Regions from separate parts of the Sus scrofa genome. Here all the other regions are linked to region 1. The links are chromatin contacts, called in public HiChIP or PLAC-seq maps. All regions are on one chromosome and are shown on one strand. Each heading gives the region's core, a stretch centred on a gene start, on an enhancer-like site or on the middle of the called end of the contact. The rest is flanking DNA. Distances are from core to core; before and after follow the strand shown.

What was found. HiChIP or PLAC-seq counts read pairs in DNA pulled down with a chosen protein or histone mark.
Region 2: a contact with region 1 is called in an H3K27ac HiChIP or PLAC-seq map of skeletal muscle. The contact joins two enhancer-like sites. A contact is called at or near these places in 2 of 5 promoter capture datasets (fetal liver and liver), 24 of 47 Hi-C or Micro-C datasets (adipocytes, adipose tissue, alveolar macrophages and 14 more) and 2 of 2 datasets of contacts at active chromatin or transcription factors (alveolar macrophages and skeletal muscle).
Region 3: a contact with region 1 is called in an H3K27ac HiChIP or PLAC-seq map of skeletal muscle. The contact joins two enhancer-like sites. A contact is called at or near these places in 1 of 47 Hi-C or Micro-C datasets (embryonic fibroblasts) and 2 of 2 datasets of contacts at active chromatin or transcription factors (alveolar macrophages and skeletal muscle).
Region 4: an H3K27ac HiChIP or PLAC-seq map of skeletal muscle shows a contact between it and region 1, with 4 times the contacts expected there. The contact joins two enhancer-like sites. A contact is called at or near these places in 2 of 5 promoter capture datasets (fetal liver and liver), 15 of 47 Hi-C or Micro-C datasets (alveolar macrophages, embryonic fibroblasts, fetal heart ventricle and 8 more) and 2 of 2 datasets of contacts at active chromatin or transcription factors (alveolar macrophages and skeletal muscle).
Region 5: an H3K27ac HiChIP or PLAC-seq map of skeletal muscle shows a contact between it and region 1. The contact joins two enhancer-like sites. A contact is called at or near these places in 20 of 47 Hi-C or Micro-C datasets (alveolar macrophages, brain, embryonic fibroblasts and 11 more) and 2 of 2 datasets of contacts at active chromatin or transcription factors (alveolar macrophages and skeletal muscle).

The regions. Positions count from the first base shown.
Region 1 is chr8:104,504,958-104,508,004 of Sscrofa11.1, reverse strand. All of the region lies in intron 14 of USP53 (inactive ubiquitin carboxyl-terminal hydrolase 53), which reads left to right. Among named protein-coding and RNA genes, the nearest start is that of FABP2, 42 kb to the right of the region's middle. Within about 2 kb of position 1,589, at least 4 of the 83 cell types and tissues checked have an H3K27ac peak or open chromatin away from gene starts, as enhancers often do. A contact at or near this core is called in skeletal muscle, where this site is marked.
Region 2 is chr8:104,706,053-104,709,019 of Sscrofa11.1, reverse strand. The region is part of intron 2 of SEC24D (protein transport protein Sec24D); the gene reads right to left. All of the region lies in intron 4 of SYNPO2 (synaptopodin-2), which reads left to right. Among named protein-coding and RNA genes, the nearest start is that of MYOZ2, 98 kb to the right of the region's middle. Within about 2 kb of position 1,264, at least 7 of the 83 cell types and tissues checked have an H3K27ac peak or open chromatin away from gene starts, as enhancers often do. A contact at or near this core is called in skeletal muscle, where this site is marked.
Region 3 is chr8:104,663,750-104,666,548 of Sscrofa11.1, reverse strand. The region is part of intron 2 of SEC24D (protein transport protein Sec24D); the gene reads right to left. Among named protein-coding and RNA genes, the nearest start is that of MYOZ2, 56 kb to the right of the region's middle. Within about 2 kb of position 1,323, at least 13 of the 83 cell types and tissues checked have an H3K27ac peak or open chromatin away from gene starts, as enhancers often do. A contact at or near this core is called in skeletal muscle, where this site is marked.
Region 4 is chr8:104,683,709-104,686,931 of Sscrofa11.1, reverse strand. The region is part of intron 2 of SEC24D (protein transport protein Sec24D); the gene reads right to left. All of the region lies in intron 4 of SYNPO2 (synaptopodin-2), which reads left to right. Among named protein-coding and RNA genes, the nearest start is that of MYOZ2, 76 kb to the right of the region's middle. Within about 2 kb of position 1,526, at least 9 of the 83 cell types and tissues checked have an H3K27ac peak or open chromatin away from gene starts, as enhancers often do. A contact at or near this core is called in skeletal muscle, where this site is marked.
Region 5 is chr8:104,740,549-104,743,299 of Sscrofa11.1, reverse strand. The region is part of intron 2 of SEC24D (protein transport protein Sec24D); the gene reads right to left. All of the region lies in intron 1 of SYNPO2 (synaptopodin-2), which reads left to right. Among named protein-coding and RNA genes, the nearest start is that of SYNPO2, 100 kb to the left of the region's middle. Within about 2 kb of position 1,304, at least 22 of the 83 cell types and tissues checked have an H3K27ac peak or open chromatin away from gene starts, as enhancers often do. A contact at or near this core is called in skeletal muscle, where this site is marked.

The sequences.
Region 1 (3,047 bases), core at 340-2,839:
AATATATGTTAGGATAGTTAAAGATTATAGATAACAAATCACAAAGGAATTATTAGGTCTTTCTAAAAACTTTTGCTGTTTACTTTGGAGTCTGCAATACTTGGTTTAACATCAGTTAATCATAGAAGTCAGGGAGTTCCTGTTGTGGCTCCGTGGTTAACGAATCCTACTAGGAACTATGAGGTTGCTGGTTCAATCCCTGGCCTCGTTCAGTCGGTTAAGGATCCGGTGTTGCCGTGAGTTGTGGTGTAGGTCCCAGATGCGCCTTGGATTTGGCGTTGCTGTGGCTGTGCTGTAGGCCAGCGGCTACAGCGCTGATTGGATCCCTAGCCTGGGAACCTCCATATGCCATGGGTACGGCCCTAGAACAGACAAAAAAAAAAAAAAAAAAAAAAAAAGTCATAGAAGTCAGGATTAGTTAAAGCTTGATCTTGCAAATAACAAGAGTGAAAGAAGTTAGTTAACCAGTGGTCAAATAAAATTTGTTAATTCCCTTAATTCTTAATATAAAAAGGTCTGTGCCTCTACTATGCTAAGTGAAATGTACTATCCTGATATTGTTAAATCCTAAAATTAGTATTTGAAAAAAATTTTATTGGAAGAGTTTATTCACATACTTAAGTTTATTTTCTCTGAGGTGTTTAAACTGCAGAATATATTAATTTATAATAAATACATTAGAAAGTATATTTAGAGAAGGAAGTACTTTCAACAGTTGACTTTGTTTCTTTGCGTGTTAGATTTTCTGTAAGAGTTCCATAAATCATTGAGAGGCAGCGTATTAACACAATTTCTTCTCTATTGCTGCGGCCCAGCACAACCAAATATTTATATATTTTCGGAAACCACAAACTTTGAGTGTTGATACTTAATTTGTAGCAAAATGGTGTTTTTTGCTTTCTTCTTTAAATTATAATCTCGGTGAGAAAAGAATTTACTGACTTCTGCCTTTTATTTTGTATCATCCCAAAATTTAATATCTGATAGAGTATATTATTATTTATTAAAGTATCTCTCTGCTCTTTTTGACATATATTAAGTTTAGCCAGAAATGTTTATCCAGTTAAAATGTTGTGATTTTCAGGAATATCTACCCAATATTCTGTGATGATCTGTATGGGAAAAGAATATGAAAAAGAACAGATGTATGTATAGGTACAACCGAATCACTTTGTTGTACAGCAGAAATTATCACAGCATTGTAAATCAACTACAATAAAACTTTAAAAAATGAAAAAAAATAGTGATTTCTTAAAAAGTGTTTAAATTTTATTTGTGTCTTTTTATTATAAATCAGGTTATTGATTAGGTTACTGCTCTTGATTGTTTAGGCTTTGTAATTGCAGTTTGTTTTTTTGTTTTTTTTTTTAGGGTACGGCCCTAAAAACTTTAGGGAAGTTCCCAAGCTAGGGGTCTAATCAGAAATCCGAACCACGTCTGTGACCTACACCACAGCTCATGGCAATGCCAGATCCCCAACCTACTGAGCAAGGCCAGAGATCGAACCTGCGTCCTCATGGATGCTAGTCAGATTTGTTTCTCCTGAGCCATGATGGGAGCTCCTTAATTGCAGTTTTATTATAGTCTGAAATCTCCCTATACAAGATTGAGGATTACAGTGTCTAGACCAGCAGTTTGGTTTTATTACTGTGTAAGTCTGTTTTAAATTTACCTCAACTTTTCAGTCGAAGTATATATATTTTTATTTCCTGACTGTTGGGCTTTAGTTTTCTTGTATAAAGTACCAAAATTAGCATTATTAATTAAAGCTTCTTGCCTAGATGTTAAAGTATCTTCTGTGCCCAGTGTTAAAATCTGACTATCTTACATTTACAAAGAACCTGGAGCCAAAATTCCCAGTAAAGACACATGGATGTTTATGTCAGCAGACACGAAAAATAACACATCTATTTTTAAGTTAGTTGGAATTCTGAAGTCAAACCACTTGGTTGAATGCCTGCCATAGTGATATTAAAATTTCAAACATATTTATAAAACCTCTGCTGCCTCCTGCTGCCCGTTGTGTGATACTTTCATCAAAGTAAATAATTCTTTGTGTTAAGTATTTCCTTTTTCTTGCATTTGTAAACATTAAACTTGAAGTTATGGATAAGTTACGTAAAATAAACATTCCAAAGTTAAAAATCATAGTGGGTGGGAAATTATAATGTAATTTCAGCATATAAGTTTTTCAGACTTTAAAAATTGAAGTATAATCATGGTTCTTTTTAAAAAACTTTATTTTTAATATAATTGTAATTTGTATTTTTTTAAAGTATAGTTGATTTATGATGTTGTGCTAATTTCTGCTATATAACAGTGACCCAATAATACATATATATGTACATTCCTTTTTTTATATTATTTTCCATCATATTCTATCCCAAGAGATTGGATATAGTTCCCTGTGCTATATAATAGACCTAATTTTAACAATTCTTCTTTTTTTTGTCTTTTTTGCTATTTCTTTGGGCCGCTCCTGCGGCATATGGAGGTTCCCAGGCTAGGGGTCCAATCGGAGCTGTAGCCACCGGCTCCGAGCCGTGTCTGCAACCTACAGCACAGCTCACGGCAACGGCAACGCCGGATCGTTAACCCAATGAGCAAGGGCAGGGACCAAACCCGCAACCTCATGGTTCCTAGTCGGATTCGTTAACCACTGCGCCACGACGGGAACTCCAACAATTCTTCTTGATAGGAGTTTCTTTAAAACCATACAGTAGCTGTCATAGAAAGATGCTTAGGGTTTTTCTTATAAAATAAAAAACAATACTTTAATTGAAGTATAATTAATACTTCTTTAATGGAAGTATAGTTAATTTACTATATTAGTTTCAGGTGTACAGCAAAGTGATTTGGTTTTATTATATATTTATGTAAGGAAAAGTTAAACTAAAAATAAGGGAAAAATGTGGAGGAATGTATAGGAATTGTACAGAAGTATAGGCAATTAATGGAAAATTCAAGCTAACACCATATATTTTGGTATCTTCTGTGAGCATCAGTACATTAGAATATTTCATGTTATTTGATATTCAAACTATGGC
Region 2 (2,967 bases), core at 15-2,514, 200 kb before region 1:
ACCCCAGATGAGTGGAGACTGTAGGGTGAGGACACCATTATTAGCATCATTTCTGAGTGACCTCACAGATTTTTTTCTTGTGTTTGTTTTGCTTTCTGAAAACTGCTCCTGCTGTTCCTTGCAATTCTATTCTCACACCTTCACTTTATTATTTATATTTGATGGACCAGAAGGATTCAGGCAAGGTTACCTTGTAAATTTGGATTGGTTACACACCATGCAGTCATCCAGCTGGCTCTGAAGTTAATAATGTTACTGACAGTAAACCTGAAGACCTTTATCATATCTATTTTAAGTCCAGGTCTGACCAACCATGGAAAATATTCAACATGAATTAATGTAGAGAACCACAAAGCATTTTTGACAGCTCCAAGGAAAACCATCTACTTGATTCAAGAGATAAACCTAGAGACCTCTCATAAAAGCTTGCCTGGTGTGAGGGTACATGGTACCATTTTCATCCTCTGAAAATATCTGTATTCCTGTTCTTTTTCTGCTGTCACTGTCAATCTGCTATATTTTTCACTATCCTATTAAAATATTATTTTCTTCTTTATCTGTTTAATGTACATATTAAAAAAAAAACTTCCCTGTATGACCTATTCTGACCTAAGTTATTTCTCTGATGTTTCTCTTTTATTGCTTCCAAAACATATGAATTTCTTTTTTTTGTGAGCATTTCCATTTCTCTGTACATTGTAAAACTACAAACAATAGGTATTTCTGTGACATAACAGAGGAGAATTAAGTCAGCTACAGAACAATGGGGTTTATTCTTCTGCTTTTTCTCTGGAAAATCTTCTGTTACCTTTGGTGGCAATTTACCTAGAGCTTAGAACCACAGGATGTAGCTTGGATTCTTATTTGCTTTTTTGGGAAATCAATTAGGAAGATTCATCCAGGATAAAGGAAAAAGCACTCTTTCCATTATATAACACTATTGTTTGTACTGCTTATTCCCTTCAAAGGAAGTCTGTTGAATGCTGGGCATTTTGCATTCTTTTCTAATAGAACAACCAAAAAAAGGCATCTTAAGGTGAAGCAGGAAAGGAGATCATTTTTTATAACTTTACATTCTTAACATAGCATTTAAAGAACAGCATGAATTTGAAGGAAGACAATGGAACATATGGTAGTCAATTTGAGATCACTAGTTCAAAAGTAGCCTAGAATGGTAATCACCCACAAGTATTCCCAGTTGTCCAGTGGTTTGTGGTATGCAAGAATGAGAAGTGCTTTTGGTCCATTTCCCATTGGACAGGTGGCCATCTTAGCAGAGTCACTGTTGCGAATTGATGACTAAAGACACAACTAACATGCTGGGATTGTTGTGGGGTTCCCGAAAAGCTTCTAAGAAACATGTCAGGCACGCAGTCAAAACATCCACAACTTTGACTATGAGCTGGTAGTAGAGGGCCCATCTGAGACTATACAGTCCCAAATTATGGAAAAGGTGTGGGAATCCTCCAAAATTGTATCCACTGCAGAGTCTAATCTTACCCCAAGGGATAGGGGCATGGGAGAGAGAAGGCACCCTGGAGAAAGGGATTTCTTTGCCTCTTCTTTTGAATCAGGGAGCCCCTGGGAACTTATATGCACAATAAGCTATACTACTTTTCAGGTTGGAGTTATGGAAATGATGTCATTGTGGCAGGTGGGAGACTTAGGGCTCATGACTTCAGCTTCCTTCCCACTGGGCACCCTTTGAATTCTGGGTGTTGTTGGCTTTGTTGTGGTGGCAGATCTTTGGATTGGTTGGTTGGCTGGTTGAGGTTATGAGGAGGCAGTTTTTGTTTAGTTTTTGCAATCCTGCCTTTTCCCTTGTCCTTTGTTAGCTTAATTTCTAGGCAGAGCACCTATGAAGTCAAGTTTTCATCATCAACAAAATAGCAACAAGTATTTACCTAGAGCTTGTGTTAGGTTATCCCAAGGAATCCACTCCATGGTTTATAGGCACTGACATATAAATAAAATATAATCATAGTCACTGACTTATTGCAGGACCTCATGCAAATTTCTTTCCACCAGTTTCCCCTTAATGATGTCTCAAACCTCTCTTCCTGGAATGTTGTGCCATAGTGAGTATGCACAGCACTAGATATTCTAGGAAGAAAGATACTATGTAAGTGTAACTACACATATTCTTCTCAGTCTTATAGGAGAGCTTATTGATTCATAAAACTAGTAAGACTGTGATTCTGAGCATTGCCACTTTAATCTTAGAACAGTTTTGTTTCTAATATTTCAATAATAAACACTTTCTGCTTTGAGAGAGGAAAAAAATCACACTGTTTCTGCATTAACACATACATTTTTAGGAATATGTTTTATAAGATACATTGGGGTTGTCCTTCTGGAGCATGTAAAAGTTTGTACTTCAAAATATATCTAGTATGATTGTTAATGATAACATGTTTCTCATTTAATCTTCACAAGAAGCAACTCATTTTAACTATAGAAAAACTGATCTCAGTTACAGTAGTTCTTAAAAGTAATCCAGAATTCTTTAACTCTTCTAGACAGGGCTGATCCCTTTCAAAAAGTAGGTTTCCTAGGGCAACTGAATACTATCACATAGCTGAATTCTAGCCTGGCAGCAAGAGTCACATCTAGATGACAAAAACAAATGATTAAAGGGGGGTATGCTAACTTATGTGGGACCATTATTTTGTTAACAGTTACTAGTTTAAAAAAATTCGAGTGCTACTTGCTGCTGACAGGACTATCAAACATTCTGACTTTAGCACTTTCACAGAAGTCTCTTGAAAACATACAAAGACATTTGGCTGTTAGTGTCTGAGTTTGGATTTACTCTTTCAAACAAAAGTCTGTCACTGTGTATCATTTCATCCAGTTATAAATTCAAGAACCTGCAAGTACCCATATTCTAGGGCTGAATTCCTGAAATCCATTGCTCTTTTATATGAGTCACCACCAGCCTGGCAGGAAGGGTATTTGAAGTCATGG
Region 3 (2,799 bases), core at 74-2,573, 160 kb before region 1:
CTTCATTTCCTTTTCCCCCAGAGCCTGCTCCTTCTCTTACATGCTCTGCTCAGTGCCTGGTTCCACCACCATCTACTCAACTACCTCAACCAGGACTGGAATCATTGCCCTAGTTTTCTCTCACCCCAACCTTTACTCTACTCAACATATTAATCACCAACCCTCGCGGACTTGGCCCCTTAGCAGCTCTGGTTAGGTACCCGCCTACCACCACCACTGTCATAGCACTCCATCAGGCCCATGTGGCCTATCACTGCAATTGGGTCCTAAGTGTCTTACTGCTGCACCCACAATCTATTCTTCACACTCTTTCCAGGATAATATTGCAAAAATGCACATCATGTTATTCCCCTGCTTTAAAGCCATCAACAGCTCCCTATGGTTCACAGGCTAAAGTCCCAACTCCTGAGAAGCCCTCTGGTATTTCACCTTTTCCTGCCTTTCAGCCTTACCTTTTGATAATAACCCCTCTTCTTCTAGTGCTTCATATTCCACACACACCAAACTACTTACAATTCCATAAACTCCTTATGTGGTTTCAGATAGTAAGCTCTGGCTCACACTTCTCTCTCTGCTTGAAATGCCTTTCAACACCACCCCCACACCTTTACCCATCTTTCAAGTCTCAGCTCACAAATCAACTTGTCTCTGAAGCTTTTTGTGATTACTCTGCCTCTGCTCCAAATAGAACTGACATTTTATTCCCTTACATCTTCACCACTTCCAGGGTCGAATGTTTCCACAGCACCTCATTACAGTGATCCCATAGTCTAGCCTAATGCCTGGCTATTATAGTTTCATTGACAACAACACAATTCCTGGACCAATATTTATTATCCACCAGGAGTAGGTGCTGTGGCCAAACACTGGAGAAGAGGAAAAGGCAGATAAAACACCCTTTGCCCTCATAACTTATTAATGGTCACAAAATAAATCCTTCCAGTGTAAAAGCCAGAAGCACTCCCAGGATTTACCCTGAAGCTAATATAGTTTAAGCTGGTTTCAGGTAGCTTAAGGGACTTGATTTATAGAGGCCCCTTCTAAAGTTCTGTGCTAATTTTATATTTTTAATTGTAGGTCATTATTTTCTTAAAGGGAGGGCCCAAATTTGGACATGTTTCAGGCATCACAAAACCTGTACCCACCTCTGATTCCAAGATTAGATGATTATCTGCGGTACGAATTTCTGTAAATAAAGCTTAAAGAAAAGTCAGTAGTGATTTGGCAAGTTTGTGGCATGGTGCAGGCCTCCTCCTTGTGCTGGCAGACTGAGCATTGAGTGGGAGTGGCTCAGCACCACCCCTTAGTTCTCCCTGAAGTACAGCAGAAGGGTGTGGCTCTGACCAGAGTTTCCTATTGCCTCCCTCCTTTTCTACCTCCCATATCTCCTAATGAGGAGTGAACTAGAAAACAAGGAAGGAAAAGACAGATGACAGATACTTCAGGAATAGCAGAATACTGCAGTTCTGAGCTACTAACAGAAAATGCATCACTCACTGTCATCAGGTTCACAACAATCCTGTGACCTGACTGAAATTCAGAGTAAGACATGTTTGCTGTGGTTGGGAAGTGAGGGTGGAGGGGAGTTAGAAGCAAGAGAAAAAGGGAGGAAGGGCATTTGACAAAGATGAGGAACATGACTAATGAGTCAAGTTCTTCCTGGTGTCATTTGTGGCCTCCCTGATCATCAGAAAAGGAATAATGGGCTGGGAATCCATCATCCACATTCCTTCTTTCTACCCCACCCTTCCTGTAGCATTGCCTTCAGAATCAAGCCGGGCCCTGACCCAACAGCTTCATGCGACAAAGGGAGAAAGAGCATTGCTGCACCCAAGTTCATGTGCCTGATGCACACTGAGGCCAAAGAAACCAAAACATGGAAGTTTGGAGCAGAGAAAGGTTTACTGCAAGGGCCAAGCAAGGAGAATGGGTAGCTCATGCTCAAAAGATAAGAACTTCCAGACAGATGTCAGGGAAGTTTTTATAGGCAAAATTTGGGGGGAGGGTCACAAGGTGTGTGACCTTCCTCTGATTGGTTGGTGGTGAGGTAACATAGTGGTGTTTTAGGAATCTCAATCATCAGCCTGGTTCTGGCCAGTATGGGTTCTACAAACTTGCACTCAGCATGAAGTCACCATCCTCTACCTTGGTGGGAGTTTTAGCTTCTGTAGAACAACTCAAAGATATGTGTCAGATTGTTATGGATATCCCTTGAGGAGGAACTGGGGATTAAAGGAAAATGACACAACAACTTTATTTATTTATTTGGTTTTTAGGGCCGCACCTGCGGCATGTGGAAGTTCCCAGGCTTGGGGTTGAATCAGAGATGCAGCTGCCAGCCTATAACACAGCCACAGCAGTGCCATATCCAAGCCACATCTGTGACCCACACCATAGCTCATGGCAATGCCAGATCCCCGACCTACTGAGTGAGGCCAGGGACTGAACCCACATCTTCATGAATACTAGTCAGGTTCGTTCGTTTCTGCTGCACCACAATGGGAACTCCCAACACGCCGACTTTATAAAGGAGCAATTAGACCCAAAGTGGTAAAGGACTCTGCCAAGGTCACACAATAGTTAGAACTAGAATTGTGTTTTATTGCTGAACTATTCTTTCTTGTCTGCATTTCCTTTGTGTATGCATTCTCTCACTTCCCTAATTAACTGCTTGAATCTGTACCTTGGGAAAGCCTAGGAGACTAAAGCCTTCTTCTGTAAATAAGAAATGGGATGCATGGAGGGGCTTTATACCGGGAAGGGCCTCATAGGGTCCTACCTGGTTTCAAGAGTAATGCA
Region 4 (3,223 bases), core at 277-2,776, 180 kb before region 1:
TACTGAAAATGATGTTATATAGCAGGATATTAAAGTAGAAGTTTTTCTCATGGCCCTCAAATATGACATGCTGTACACTGAAGTGTGATTCCAGATTAAAACACAGACTTTAAAAAGAGAACAGTAGACATGAATGTTCCTGATGTGTTCAGAGAATAGCAAACCACTTCCACAATTCTTGAACCCCTCAGTCAGGTCCGGGTTATTAGAGGGGGTCGGAATCTAGCAAGGAAAGAGGAGGAATTCTGGAATGCTGTAGATCAGTGTTTGTGTTTGGAGCAGATATGGTTGGGGGCCCTGCCCTCTCACCTCCAGCCTTTTGAGAAAAAACATTTTAACGTACCTGCTTAGAGAACCTGATACTAGGTGTCAGCATGAAGATGGATGGGAGGTGGGAGGGGACTGGTGCTGACTCTCTCCCAGGGTATTTGCAGAGTGAGAGATGGGTGGACAAACTGTTTTGGCAAAGAACCAGGAAATTTGCTGCTGTACTCCCAAAAGTAAATGATGTGAGTGTTCCCCATGGACGAGAGCAGGCCAGGAGTAAGGCAGAACTGGATGGGGTTTGTACTGGGGCCTCTCCAAGGGTGCAAACAGACCCTAGCAGCTACAAGCTGTAGGTAGACAGCTTTCTAGGGGGTACAGATTGAGTTATAAGTTAACCACTAGAAAAGAGATGAATTGGCATGAATAAAGGACTACAGACACGATGTCCCCAGTGACAGGAATCTTCAAATATCCCTTGAAAGTTTCCTTCTCTGGGCCTACCTGGCTCTGAGAGTAAAAAGCCAGAATAAGATGTTACCAAATCAAGTAAAAAAATTCCTTCTTCTCTTTTTACATCTCCATCCTTGCACTCTAAACCCAGGGGACTGGAAGTCAGGATTAGCAAACTTGGAGAGGAAAAGGAGGAGAGCGCGAGGAAGGCAATCACAGTACCTTCCCTGGAGGAAGGTGATTCTCCTCAAAAGGGCCCATCTGGGAAAGGAGAGGGGTTTTAACCCTAAGTGGAGATTGGAGTTTATTATTCCAGGGGCTGGACTATTCTATGTTGAAATAAAGTGGATTGGGTAACTTAAAGTGACCATAGGACTATTCCTAAAGGAAGCAGAATATCACAGGACCTGCTAAGTTTTCATCCAGCAGCAGTGGAAAAATTTCTTTCATTAAAAATTTTCTTAAAGTAGTAGGAGATAAAAAGAAAAAAAAGCATTTTAATGACACATAATACACAATACACAAAAAATAATCAATTTAACATACTGGTTACAGTTCAGTACTTTCATATCAAATTTTTAAATTCTTTTGATAATAATACAACCCAAGGTAGAAACTCCAACCCAGGCCCAAACCATGTGAAGCTAGAATTCTACCATCAGACATTCAAACTCTAAAATAGAAAAAACACTTCTGTTATTTTCAGGCCCTTTTGGTCATTTCTGGCTCAGGATAGATCACTTGGCTTCATTTAGCCAGCCAAGCAGAGAACAGCATGAGCCTTGGGACAGAGATTGACAAAAGGAAATAGCACCAAAGAACAAGATGTGAAAACTGCTCAGGGAAATACATTAGAATTAAGGGTTTGGGGGTGCAGACAGAGACTAGAGGCCTGAAATATTTTTGGCACAAACAGAAAAACAACAATGTACCTAAAGAACTATTTATATACACCACAGCTGCATCTCTAACCCAAGACAATTTGTAATTTTACTCTACTGTTAACACTTAAAGGAGCATGAAGTCACCTTTGGCAGTCTGAGGAGAACATGGAAGAGTAATAGTCATTTTTTTGTTCACTGAGGTCACTGCACTGTCCTTCACCACCAGCACTACTGCTATATTTGGCATATGTGTATTCTAAAGCAGTTTGTTTGTTTGTTTTGTCTTTTTAGGGCAACACACTGCAGCATATGGAGGTTTTTTTCAACTTCAATTGTATTTTAAATTTCTCTTCAGAAAATTTTGACTTACTCTTTAAATATCATACTTCAAAGTTTTACTCTTTCCCCCTCACATTCAACAGATTAATGTTTATACCTTAGCTGAAAACAATCCCTGATGTCTTCGTTATTAGAATATCATTCAACAATGTTTTGAACTTTTAAATTTGTTAAAATTCCATTCTTCTGAAGATTTTCAAACTAAGTAGGTAGAAGAAAGACCAGAAAATAAATTCCTTTTCATTCAGTGTTTTGCATGCCTTATCACTGAGGTGTATGCATTCACATTATACTTCATACTTCTAAATAAATTGATAATTATTTCTTTTTCCAGTTATCAGCCAGTGATGTTAGTTATCTATATGTATATTCAGGAGCCTTTCCTAGATTTCTGTGGAGACTTGGATCCTTTTATTGCCATCCTTTAAGTCTCTATTGCTTTGTTTTGTTCTTTTTATAACTGCACTTGTGGCATATGGAAGTTCCTGGGCTAGGGGTTGAATCGGAGCTGTGGCTGTGGGCTACGTCACAGCCATGGCAATACTGGATCCAAGCCACATCTATGACCTATGCAGTAGCTTGTGGCAATGCTGGATCCTTAACCCACTGAGTAAGCCCAGGGATCAAACCCTCATCCTCACAGACACAACAATGGGTCCTTAACGTGCTGAGCTGAAATGGGAATTCCAAGTTTCTATTGTTTTAAAGACCTGACTAAAGCAGGCCTGTGAGGTGCAATATCTGATGGAAAACAGATATCATTAGAATGTGAAAAGTGTCCCAGGGACTCTATAGACTAATGTTGTTCTCTTTCTTCCACACCTAAAAACAAAAGAGAGACACATACATCTACTATGGGAATCAAGAGCTAATTTCTCTTTATCATATTGAATGTTAATACTTCTCACAGTATACGAAACTGGCTACTGGTCCTGTCAAGATAGGTATAAAGAGTTTGTTCTCTAAATTGACCTCTGATTGATTAACTCACCACTGCAGAGTTAAAAATAGTACTGGATTATATGCTTCTTGAGGACATGGACTTTATCTGAAGCATCTCTGTATCTTCAGCTCATAGAAAAGCACTTGGCTGGAGTTCCCCTTGTGACTCAGTGGGTTAAGAACACAACATAGGAGTTCCCGTCGTGGCGCAGTGGTTAACGAATCCGACTAGGAACCATGAGGTTGTGGGTTCGGTCCCTGCCCTTGCTCAGTGGGTTAACGATCCGGCGTTGTCGTGAGCTGTGGTGTAGGTTGCAGACGCGGCTCGGATCCCGCATTGC
Region 5 (2,751 bases), core at 55-2,554, 240 kb before region 1:
GGCAAATGGTTTTAGTGTATGTATGGCAAATGGTTTAGCTGTGGTTATTGTTATTTCTAATATTCAGTGTCTGATAGTAAGGAGATTAAACAAGTTTCCTGTTTTCATGAAGATACAATTTAAGAATCGAGATAATGTGTTTTTTAATAATTAAAAGTGCTAGAAGAGAATTTTAAAGTTTTTTTTTGGGGGGGGTCTTTTGTCTTTTCAGGGCAGCCCCCAAAAAGGCATAGGGAGATTCCCAGGCTAGGGGTCGAACTGGAGTTATAGCTGCCGGCCTACACCACAGACACAGCAGTGTGGGATCTGAGCCATGTTCTGTGACCTACATCACAGCTCACAGCAGCGCCAGATCCTTAACCCATTGAGCAAGGCCAGGGATTGAACCTGCGTCCTCATGGATACTAGTTGGGTTCGTTAACCACTGAGCCACAACAGGAACTCCCTAAAGTGGTCTTTAATGAGTTCTTAGACTGCAAATACTCCTGCCTGGAAGGACAAGTGGGATAATCAGGGGGAGGTCTTCACGAAGGAGGAGCAGCCATTGGTTCAGGGTTCTGAAGGAAAAATCAGATTTGAAGACAAGAGTGGACATTCTGGAAAACACAGAGTAGATTCTAAACACAGAGAATTTTCTTCTAGTTAACTACCATCTTCAAGCTTTTGCACTGTTGTGTGATATTTTTTAAAGGTTTTGAAGTCAAGATGTTAAATACCACCATGTTCTGGCCCAAGAAGCTATATTTCCTTTTAAGGATCTGGCATGGGAAAAGTTAGAGCTTTGGAGAATGGCCTGTTCACAGAAAGGAGCAGAATCTGGGTCCACCTGGAGGAAAAGCCAGGATCTTTTAATAAGCAAGTGCAAGAACACTGGCTGCAGTGTGACAAGAGGGCCATCCCATTATCAGTCCATCAATCTTTCCTTCCAGGTAGCAAGGTTTGGTGACTTAATGAGGTGATAAGGAGCAAGAAACTGACCCACACAGAGGCTGAGTCTAGAAGTAGGGGATGTCAGAGGTCATTCTCATTTTAATCTCTTTGCTTTTAATGTCAAAGACCTTGCTCATAGGTGAGAACCCCAGAGTTAGGGTTATCTCCACTCTCCTTTTGGCACATGTGAGAAAAGGACGACATCTGATTGATTGCTGTATAAAATTGGAGACTGAAGAACACACACACACACACACACATACACATACACGTAATGCAACCCCCAGGGATCGCTGCCCTGGATTAATAAAATAGCACGAGCTCATAGTTGCTCACATTACACAAGGTTCCCTTCTCGGCCCTGCAGTGTGGTGCTGAAATGGTGTTTAAGAATTTGTGCTGCTGCCTTCATACCATGGCCATATTTTGGAGACTATGACCTCATCACCCTCTGAGTTGCCAGGGCTGGATTCCAGGAGAAAGGGGAAGGGAAAAGGACATGAGGGAGAGGAAGCAAAGATCAGCAAGTTGAAGTGATTAAAACATTTAATTCCTCCTTTAGAATTCAATTATATTATTTGCCCAGAGGGTCTGTGTCTTCCTGTTCTTTCTCTGTTCTCCCTGTCCCTCTCTTCAATCCTTCCCTTTATCTCTCCCTCCCTTCTCTCTCACTCCTGCTAGAGAGAAGTCTAGAAAATCTTCAAGCACCAAAACCCTGAAGTCATTCGCTGGGGGCAAAGTCCGTGAGGTCTAGGGTTTGAAATGAGTGGAATGAAGTGGAATTTTACTTGAGCTCTCCATTGTAGAATTTTTTTGTTTTTTTGTTTTGTTTTGTTTTGTTGAGCCATGTAGTCTGTGGCCTTGGGGCTAGCTTTGTCTTTGGGAACTCATCTGTTACATGGGCCTGTTTTTTTTGTTTTTTTGGCTTTTGTCTTTTTAGGGCTGCACCCATGGCATATGGGGGTTCCCAGGCTAGGGGCCTAATTGGAGCTGTTGCTTCCAGCCTTTGCCACAGCCACAGCAATGCCAGATCTGGGCTGTGTCTGCGACCTCACCACAGCTCACAGCAATGCCAAATCCTTAACTCACTCAACGAAGCCAGGGATCAAACCCCCAACCTCATGGTTCCTAGTCGGATTCATTTCTGCTTCGCTATCCATTGTAGAATTTTTATTCCACACTGGTTTTCTTTCTACCCTCACACATTCCTCTCAGGAGGTCAAAAGTCACTCCCATTTCAAATCCACCATTTGTTTCTCCTTGATTGTACTGGATAAGGGGTGTCATTAACATGAATCTAATGTGATGTGTGCACCTGAAACTGTGCACCAGTCTGGCCCTTCCATGTACAGATAAAGAAAGAATGGATTAATTGACCAGGAAAAAAGAAAAATTGCTTCCTTTCCTCAAAATCATATATAGAACAGTCTTTTATACACAAATTGCAAGCACATTTATATATGTATATATACTCATGTTTTAATCCTGGCTGGCAGATTAAGAACAGATATTGAAATAAAAACAGCTCTTTAACATTTTCCTTAACTAGATACATATTGTTCACTTAAGAATTAGGCACGTGGCTAATCTTTCATGTCCATAAATCCCACCAACTATTTAATATTCTACAGTGGAATTTTTAGTAAATCTAGACAGCTTTTTATTTCAGTGCTTCTATTATGAAGCTAAGCCATATAGTATGTTATGAGTTCTTTTTCCTTTCTTTCACCATTTTTTTCTTCTTAGTATTGACAGCTATCTTTTCTCTTGAGTCTTTTAAGTATTTGTCATTAACTTACCCCCCAATTCTCCATCTGTCTA